Regions from separate parts of the Gadus morhua genome. Here region 1 is linked to region 2. A link is a contact called in public Hi-C data. All regions are on one chromosome and are shown on one strand. Each heading gives the region's core, a stretch centred on a gene start, on an enhancer-like site or on the middle of the called end of the contact. The rest is flanking DNA. Distances are from core to core; before and after follow the strand shown.

What was found. A called contact is a pair of places that touch in the nucleus more often than the background predicts.
Region 1: a Hi-C map of gill shows a contact between it and region 2, with 2.5 times the contacts expected there. The contact joins the promoter of b3glcta here to the promoter of pak1 in region 2. A contact is called at or near these places in 2 of 6 Hi-C or Micro-C datasets (gill and heart).

The regions. Positions count from the first base shown.
Region 1 is chr16:9,623,701-9,627,481 of gadMor3.0, reverse strand. It overlaps b3glcta (beta 3-glucosyltransferase a), which reads left to right and starts at 1,720. Exons shown (of 15, transcript XM_030381923.1): 1 at 1,720-1,898. The coding sequence starts at 1,835. wdr95 (WD40 repeat domain 95) reads left to right here. Exons shown (of 30, transcript XM_030380883.1): 29 at 46-140; 30 at 240-1,356. The coding sequence ends at 432.
Region 2 is chr16:9,489,486-9,493,260 of gadMor3.0, reverse strand. It overlaps pak1 (p21 protein (Cdc42/Rac)-activated kinase 1), which reads left to right and starts at 2,279. Exons shown (of 16, transcript XM_030381130.1): 1 at 2,279-2,439. frya (furry homolog a (Drosophila)) reads left to right here. Exons shown (of 62, transcript XM_030381124.1): 62 at 1-770.

The DNA.
Region 1 (3,781 bases), core at 471-2,970, 130 kb before region 2:
TCGCTGAAATCTGCTTTTACTGCCTCTGTCTCTCGCCCTCTTTAGCAGCCCGAGTCCCAGCCTCAGCCCTCATCCCTCAGTGACAAAGACATTGAAAAAGAAATGAAGGGTTTATTGTATCAAGAGCAACACGGCGTGCGGTAAGTCAACCCACAATGTTATTACTACTTCAGCCGTATAGAGACTATACAAAAGAAATATGGAGCTAAAGTTTTGCGTGGCATCTTTTCATTTCTCAGCCTTCGGCATGAAATATTCAAACACAGCAACAAGTCCCCGTCCAGCGCTGGGCAGACGGTGTACCACAGTCTGAAGTGCTTTGACATCGTGGAGCTACCAGAGATCTGTGTGAAGCCAAACCCGGCCTTAGGTGGTCCCCAGCCCTTCATAGCTTCCTCCACTGAAGACCTGGAAACAAACCAAACCACATAACAACAAGGATAGTGCTTCCCACTCCTTGTTTGTTCTTTCTACAAAGTCTGATGTTTTATTGGCCGTTATGTGGCCTTGTAGTCAAGGGGGAAGAGCGTGGTTATTGCTACGCACACACGGCTGACTGCAGGCTAGTTCAGGGTCTTGTTTGACAGTTGGGATGCAATGAAGTTTTGCTGTAGATGGAATAAAAACACAATTTGTGCTGATAAGGGGAGTTGGGGACAGAAAGGATTACCTCATCTCCCAGAGCCCCTCAGGGTTGATATAACTGTTGTTTTGTTGGTTGTGGTTTTAGGGACTGGTGTAGATGAGAAGTGGGAGTAAGTGTTTATTTAAACAGACGCTTGTCCACAGTCGAAGGATGAGAATAATTCAATGCATAAACAAATAAATTCATGAATATACAAATACATTTGAGACCTATCATCCATGGGGATAATTGGTCTCACAATAACTTTATGTTCTGAAATAGGTTTTCTATTAAAATGACTGAGCTTTGAGTGTGATGGGGTCGTTACTCGTCTGATACAGTATTGATTGTTTTTTTTGTTGCTCTATTGATTACAGTCCTAAAATGGAGGGTTCATTTAATTCATTATCATTGCACTGATGAACTAGATTCCCGGGTGCTGGCCTAGTTAGTGGGTTCTGCACCTGCTGAATAACTGAGTTGGTTTTTTGTTGGTTCATTGGCTCTTTAAATAGCTTATAACAATTTAGGGTTAGTAGAGTAAAATGGGACGTGGACACCTACATTTTCTGATTCTTTAATTCCATAGTATGCATATTTATTCCTGCATGCAAAGATGACTTCAAAAACCGCCATGTCTAGTTTACTGCGATTAATTATTCATGGTTTTACCATTATGTTATCATGTGTCAGAGATTTCTTGGTGAAGGGAAACAATTGTCTAAAACATCTTTGGTGAAATTAAAAGTCTGTAAGTATCATTATTAAAGTATCTAAAAAAAATTATACGGGTTATAAATATGTTGGTGTGTGGATGTGATGACACTCATCCATATTAAAAACAAAACGATCCTGGTATAGACCAGCTTATATTTGTAGGTTGGTGGGTTGGTAGGTAGAAAATAAAATGTCAATATTGCTTGCATTGTATAAAACGTGCAGTATGGTATGAAAAATACAGACATTGATCACGGATGGTGATGATAATAAATAACTACAAACGTGGACACTGGGCTACAGGAACAAATTATCCGTTCCGCCGCTAGAGGGCGCGCCTGCGCCTCGGAGGACTTGGTTACCTCCTCCAGCTCCCGTCTTGTTTTCCGTGTAGCGTGAAGAGGGAAACGTTTTAAAACAGTGTGTCAAAAAGCTCTGACCGCTGAAGGTGATATAGCCTCTGTTCACCGCTCACGGCGTCGGACTCTAGGGATGCTACCGAACAACCTTAACACTGGGCCGAGAGTGGCGAGATACTTGATTTTCCTCTCGTTTTGTAAGTATTCACTTTTAGTTTTCACTCACGGAGTAAACAGTGTTTCTCGGCCACGCTTTAATCGGACGACCTTCAGCAAACCGTAGCGATTAAAGTTGCATGTAACTTATAGTGGAGTGCGTCTGTTGTAAAGGGATGTAGTTTAGGCTACGAGTTAGTTTTTTGAACGGACCGTCACTTCTGGGGACTGTTGAAGAAGTCACGGAGGAGCCGTGGTTCTCTCGCCGCCTCCCGGGTTGCTCTTTAGGGAGCGCTGCTAGAGAACGAAGGGTGTCATCGATCAGGATCAATGATTACGTTTCAGTGGGATCATGGATGTTGTATTGATGTGTGTGTGCGTTCCGCTTGTGATCGGCTTCAGCGAATACAGACTTAACGTTAGTAAAGTGTAGGTCAGTAGCGATAACGTAGGCCTACTTGTTCTAGAGATTTGTATTTATTTTTACCAATTAAATTATGAGAATTATTTTATTTCATAGTAAATTAATATAGCCTTTACCGTTGCTGCAATATTGATTTTTTTTGTTACACTTACACACGAGTCGGTAGAAATAGTAGAAGCAAACATTCAAAATGTTTGCTTTTATTATTAAAACGCCTGTGGGCACTTCTAGATGTTTATAATAATTGGTATTTATTGTGATGATTGGGTGACAGTTACAATGGTTTGCGCTCCAATGACTTTCACTGGCACTAAATAAGGCTTTTAGGTCATGTTGTTGGATTTAGGCTGTTTACATATACAAATTATTTCCCATTATCTTTATAGCGTTATTAGGCAACGTGTGGCATGTCATGTTTTATATCATGTTTTCGGTGTACCATGAAGTTGAACTGAAGAGAAGGATGGGGAAACCATGACACAAAGGCAGAACCAACATCAAGCTCAAATATCTGACTCACTCGAATGATTGTTCTATTTCAAGAACCAGCCCTACTAGTTAAAGGTTAGAGAAATGCACTTAAAGCCAAACTGTTAAGTGCTTTCAATTTCTTTGAAACGACAATCAATTGGGTAATGGGCTCAAAGTGAATGATTGATTACTTGACCGTACAACTATCAGAATAACACTCTGGCCAAACATAACGTAATTATGAAAGCCATTCGTGAAAGCCCTGAAGAGGGCAAAATCAGTTGTACAGTAAAGGGAAACTGCAAATGAAAGGTTGGGATGGAAGAATTGTGCTGCTGACTTGATTGCCTCGACCAAACGCTATTTTGTAAATGGACTTTCACACAGGCTCGCCATCTGGTACTGAAGTGACAGAACGGGTAACTTGACTGGTCGGCTCTGGTACCCATTCTAGTTATTGAGAAGTTAACTGAAGTTCGTGAGAAGCAGATGTATGATGTTTTGAACCTATCTATATATTTATAGTGTAAAGAATGTTCTAAGTGCAAGTGTTTGACCCCAGATCACCCCAATGAACAAAGACAAAGGGTCTAATCCACCAAATAGTTATTTTTGCATGAGATAGTTGTGCATAACTGTTTTCTATACAACGCGTCCTCAGACGACAGGGACTGCTGTTAAAATATTTTTTAACAAGGTGTTTTAACAATGTTGTTACTGGGGTAAGCCTACCGTCTTGAGATGCCGAAACCCCCAAATCCGGCAGTGAGAAAATCCCTGGGCTGCCTCTTAATCAGAGCCAGTGGTTAGAAAAACAGACACCGGCCCAGCTGGCTGTGCAGATAAAAGAGAAGCGGCGACAACACGCGACTCTGTCCCGCCAGGAATGAAGAGAGACACAAGGCTCCGCGACGGGACACTCCACCCCCTTCCCCACCTCCTGTGGGACTGTCGTGCAAAGACATGGGGAAGTTTGAGGCAGATGTGCCAGAATGTGCTGCAAAAACTTGGCCGTGTTCCTGCGCAGTG
Region 2 (3,775 bases), core at 1,030-3,529:
CGTGCAATGCTTTTAGAAAAAAAGACCTATATTGTATCATTAAGAAAACAGTTTGTTGTTGTTGTTTCAGGGCTCTGCGCTTACATGAGAGTAGTAGGAATAGAGTTGTGATGTCATTTCAAAGTGTGTGCGTGTGTGTGTGTAAGTATGTGTGAACGTGTATGTGTGTGCGTGTGGGTCTCCAATGCTGATCACAGAACAATGTACATACTGTATCTCACAGCGTTGACATGCTGCATCGTCTACTGTACGTCTCACCAACTGATTCCTTCTACTTCAACCATAGAATAATGTTATCATGATATTGATGACATCATCACACATAACGGCTCCTTCCTGCTTGGTGGCTGCCAGCACATATTATGAAAGGATTTTTAAACATAAATTGCATTAATGTACCTGCTTTCCCCTTCCAGAGCTAGTTTTATAGAAGAGTGTAGTTCCATCTGGGAAATAACATGCCAAGCGTGAAGAATTGTATGTACTATAAGATGGCAATAGTAATATTTATAAACGTTTAAACTATAAAATATAAACTATTTTGACTGAAACTAAATGTACATATTGCGATGAGGGCTGGCTCAGGCTTACAAGAAGATTGTATTTTTATGAGTTTATTTGCTTAGTGAAGGACAGCGTGTTTGTACAGCTTTGATATGGATTATCGCCCCGGCTTTTCATCATGTAAATACTGTACTTCTGCCTCTACTGCGATGTGTTGTGTTCTCTACACCTCTGTAACAATAAAGAGTAAAGACTAGATTTGTTAACTGGTTTCTATTCTCTTTCTTTCCAGGAAAGAAAAATATATATTTTTCACGCACCCACCTTTAATTCTAGAATAATCACCATTTACCATATTAAATATATGTAGGCCTGAACACTATGCACATATACTATAACACATATATTTCTTAAATGATCTTCTCCTGACCCAACATAAAACCATGGGGCGGGTTTTCCCATCTCGCTAACGTTTCAAAGTAATTCAGTGTTGTATCTAAAAGTGTCTGCAAACAAAGGGTCTGAAATCTGAGTCCTGGTTTACTTTAGCTTCGGTCTCCTAGTAATGTGAGCCGTTACTACTGTTTCAGTGTAAACAGATAGGCCTACTTCATACCCCTCTTTGTGTGTGAAATGTCAACTTTGCAATTGTTTAAAGGCTAAGCTTTAAGCATTTTACCGTCCTCAAGGTCACACACAGCCCACAGCCATTTATTTTGGCCACACACACAAAGTAAATCAAGATTCCCCTAAATAACTTAGATATGAAGTCTCTTAATCGAACCAGAAGCCATGGGGGAAAATGTCATTAAACTGAAACATAGGTTATCATAGGTAATCACATTAATAATAAATACTATTTAAAACGACATATATAAATGTCGACATATGATCGACATTTATATGGACGCAAAGACAAAATGTGAACTTTGAGAAGGTTCATGAAATTACCTCAGGGTATACGAATTATCAACTCGAGGAATTGGGGCCCAGAGTTTGAACCGATTGTAATGTACTTCTCCATTCACCAGCGTGTCCACTAGAGGGAACTGTTTTACAATTTCTTCATCACATCAATTAATTATAGTTATGGATAAATTGTAGTACAATGTGTATCAACAATTCTGGGCCTAATATCGATCCAATGGTTTGTTATTAATGTTAGAACTAGTTGGCTATTGAAATGGTGAATAATATACAGGCCTATATGTTGTTGTTTTTTACATCCATTACTCATCCTGAGATGAAAATATACTCTACTTATCCATCATCATTTTTATACCTATCCTCAGGTACGTTATTCAATTTGAGATTGCTGTATCTACTAATTTTACATATTGAAGTAGTAACCGTGGGGTTTTATGTCCATATGACATAAATTATAGTGTATGTTTTATCGCAAGCCTAGAGCCAAACATATAATGGGCAAGGTGAACAGCAGGCCTAGACCACAACCCCTTTTTTAATTCTCCTTAAAAAAATAAAGACAATGATTGCATCTAAATCAAATTAGCCTCGGGTAATGAACTACCGTCTTGTTTCGAAACTGAGCTAGACGGTGAAAGAAGAGAGTCATCGAACCCGCGTAGTAGATGATTTCCCCCGTGTCTTTGAGGCGCACCCCACGGCTCCAGTGGGAATCCAGTGTTCCTATTGAGACCCTGTCCCCTCTTTGACGGACAGCCGCGTTGTCCAATGAAAACATGAAAGGGCTAAATAGCCACCAATGCGGGGCTGGTGTGGGTGCACGGGGCGGGCGTTCTGTGCAGCAGCTCTATGGACCTAACAATAGACTGGGATAGGCAAGTTTGCCATAAAGAAAAAAACGGTGGGGTGTAGACCACAGTAGAGTTGCCTGAATGAGTGCGGTCGTGCGTGGCTGTGAGTCTGGAATAATTGTCCAGGGTGGAATTTCCTGATCGAAATAGACAACTGGTGAGTTAGCCCCCCGTGTTATTTTTAACGCGTTTGCCGTTTTTAATTCAGCCGCGAAGCGGTGCATTTTAATGTCATGTGTTCCTGCTAAAAGCCATGATGTGTGGGATATTGATCGTGGGGCTGCTCGGCGTACATTGAAGACACCGGTGCTCCGGTGAACGCACCGGTAGACCGGAGCAGGGCAGCGAAATGAGCCGAGGAGGTCGTACAGCATGAGGGGGATCCGATTATTCCGTGTCAACGGGCTGGCTGCTCGTTTTGCAGCAGCATTAGGTCAGCCAGGCCCCGGTAGGTAGAGCCTAGTTTTGGACCCTTCTGCGGGGACGACCCGCTTCGGGTATGATGACTCCGGGGCCGGGTTACCTCAGAGTTTACAACGTGGTGACGGGAACCAGAGCGGATAGAGTTCCCAGCGGATAGACACACAGGAGAGAGGACAGGTCGACGGCATATAGGAGATCAGCTTGGACGAATGAATGAATGAATTATAGTAGAGTCAATTGATAACTTGGGCTTCAGTTGATAAGATAGACCGAAGGAACTCAGGGTAACACCATGACGTAAGCCTTCGCGTATCTAACGTAACAGTGGCGTGATTCATCCACTTTATGTCTTGCTTGAGTCCACCTGAGTCTGTCTGCTGCCCGGTCTAGGTTGGGTTCAAGCGCCTGTAGGACAGTTTCTAATCTTTCAATATTTCAGCCCCAAATTGATATTTAGTATTGGGGATTTTTTAAATTTTGTCTTGGAAAGGTCTTTTTTTTTAAATGTAGGTTTCAACAGTGTTGTTTTAAGAAATGGGACTAATTATTATAGCCTGTTGGTCTCATAGGCCTCTAACCTTAATCTGGGACCTCACATTTCAGAGCAATGGAATTCCACATTGGTTTGTACCAACACACTTCATGCCTCTCTGCCTCTGACCCCTTTGTGTTTGGCTTATCTACCCCGCTCCCCTTTTCACTGTGTCATCCCAAGTCTGTCGGCAGTCCATTCATCACCTCACCGCGCCTGCCCTTTGCTCCCTGGGACCGGACACGAACTATAAACCGTCCGGCTGCAGTAAACCTGTAATTACATGACGCAGATTAAATAGATGTCCACTACAGGAAACATATACTCATCCTCCAGTTCCTGTGGTTCACTCTTGGCTGCACTCTTTTGAGTTTGAACCTCTTTCTAAAGGAGGCGTTCCCAGTGTGATGGCAGTTTATTTTTAAATGGGCCCAGATCGTTGCCCGAGCTGTTAAAATGATTTTGACCCGGCTGCCCCTGTTTCAAGCCAAAAATGATTTGATAGAAGGGCTTCTGTTGAAGGCGGGCGGGCTGTGAT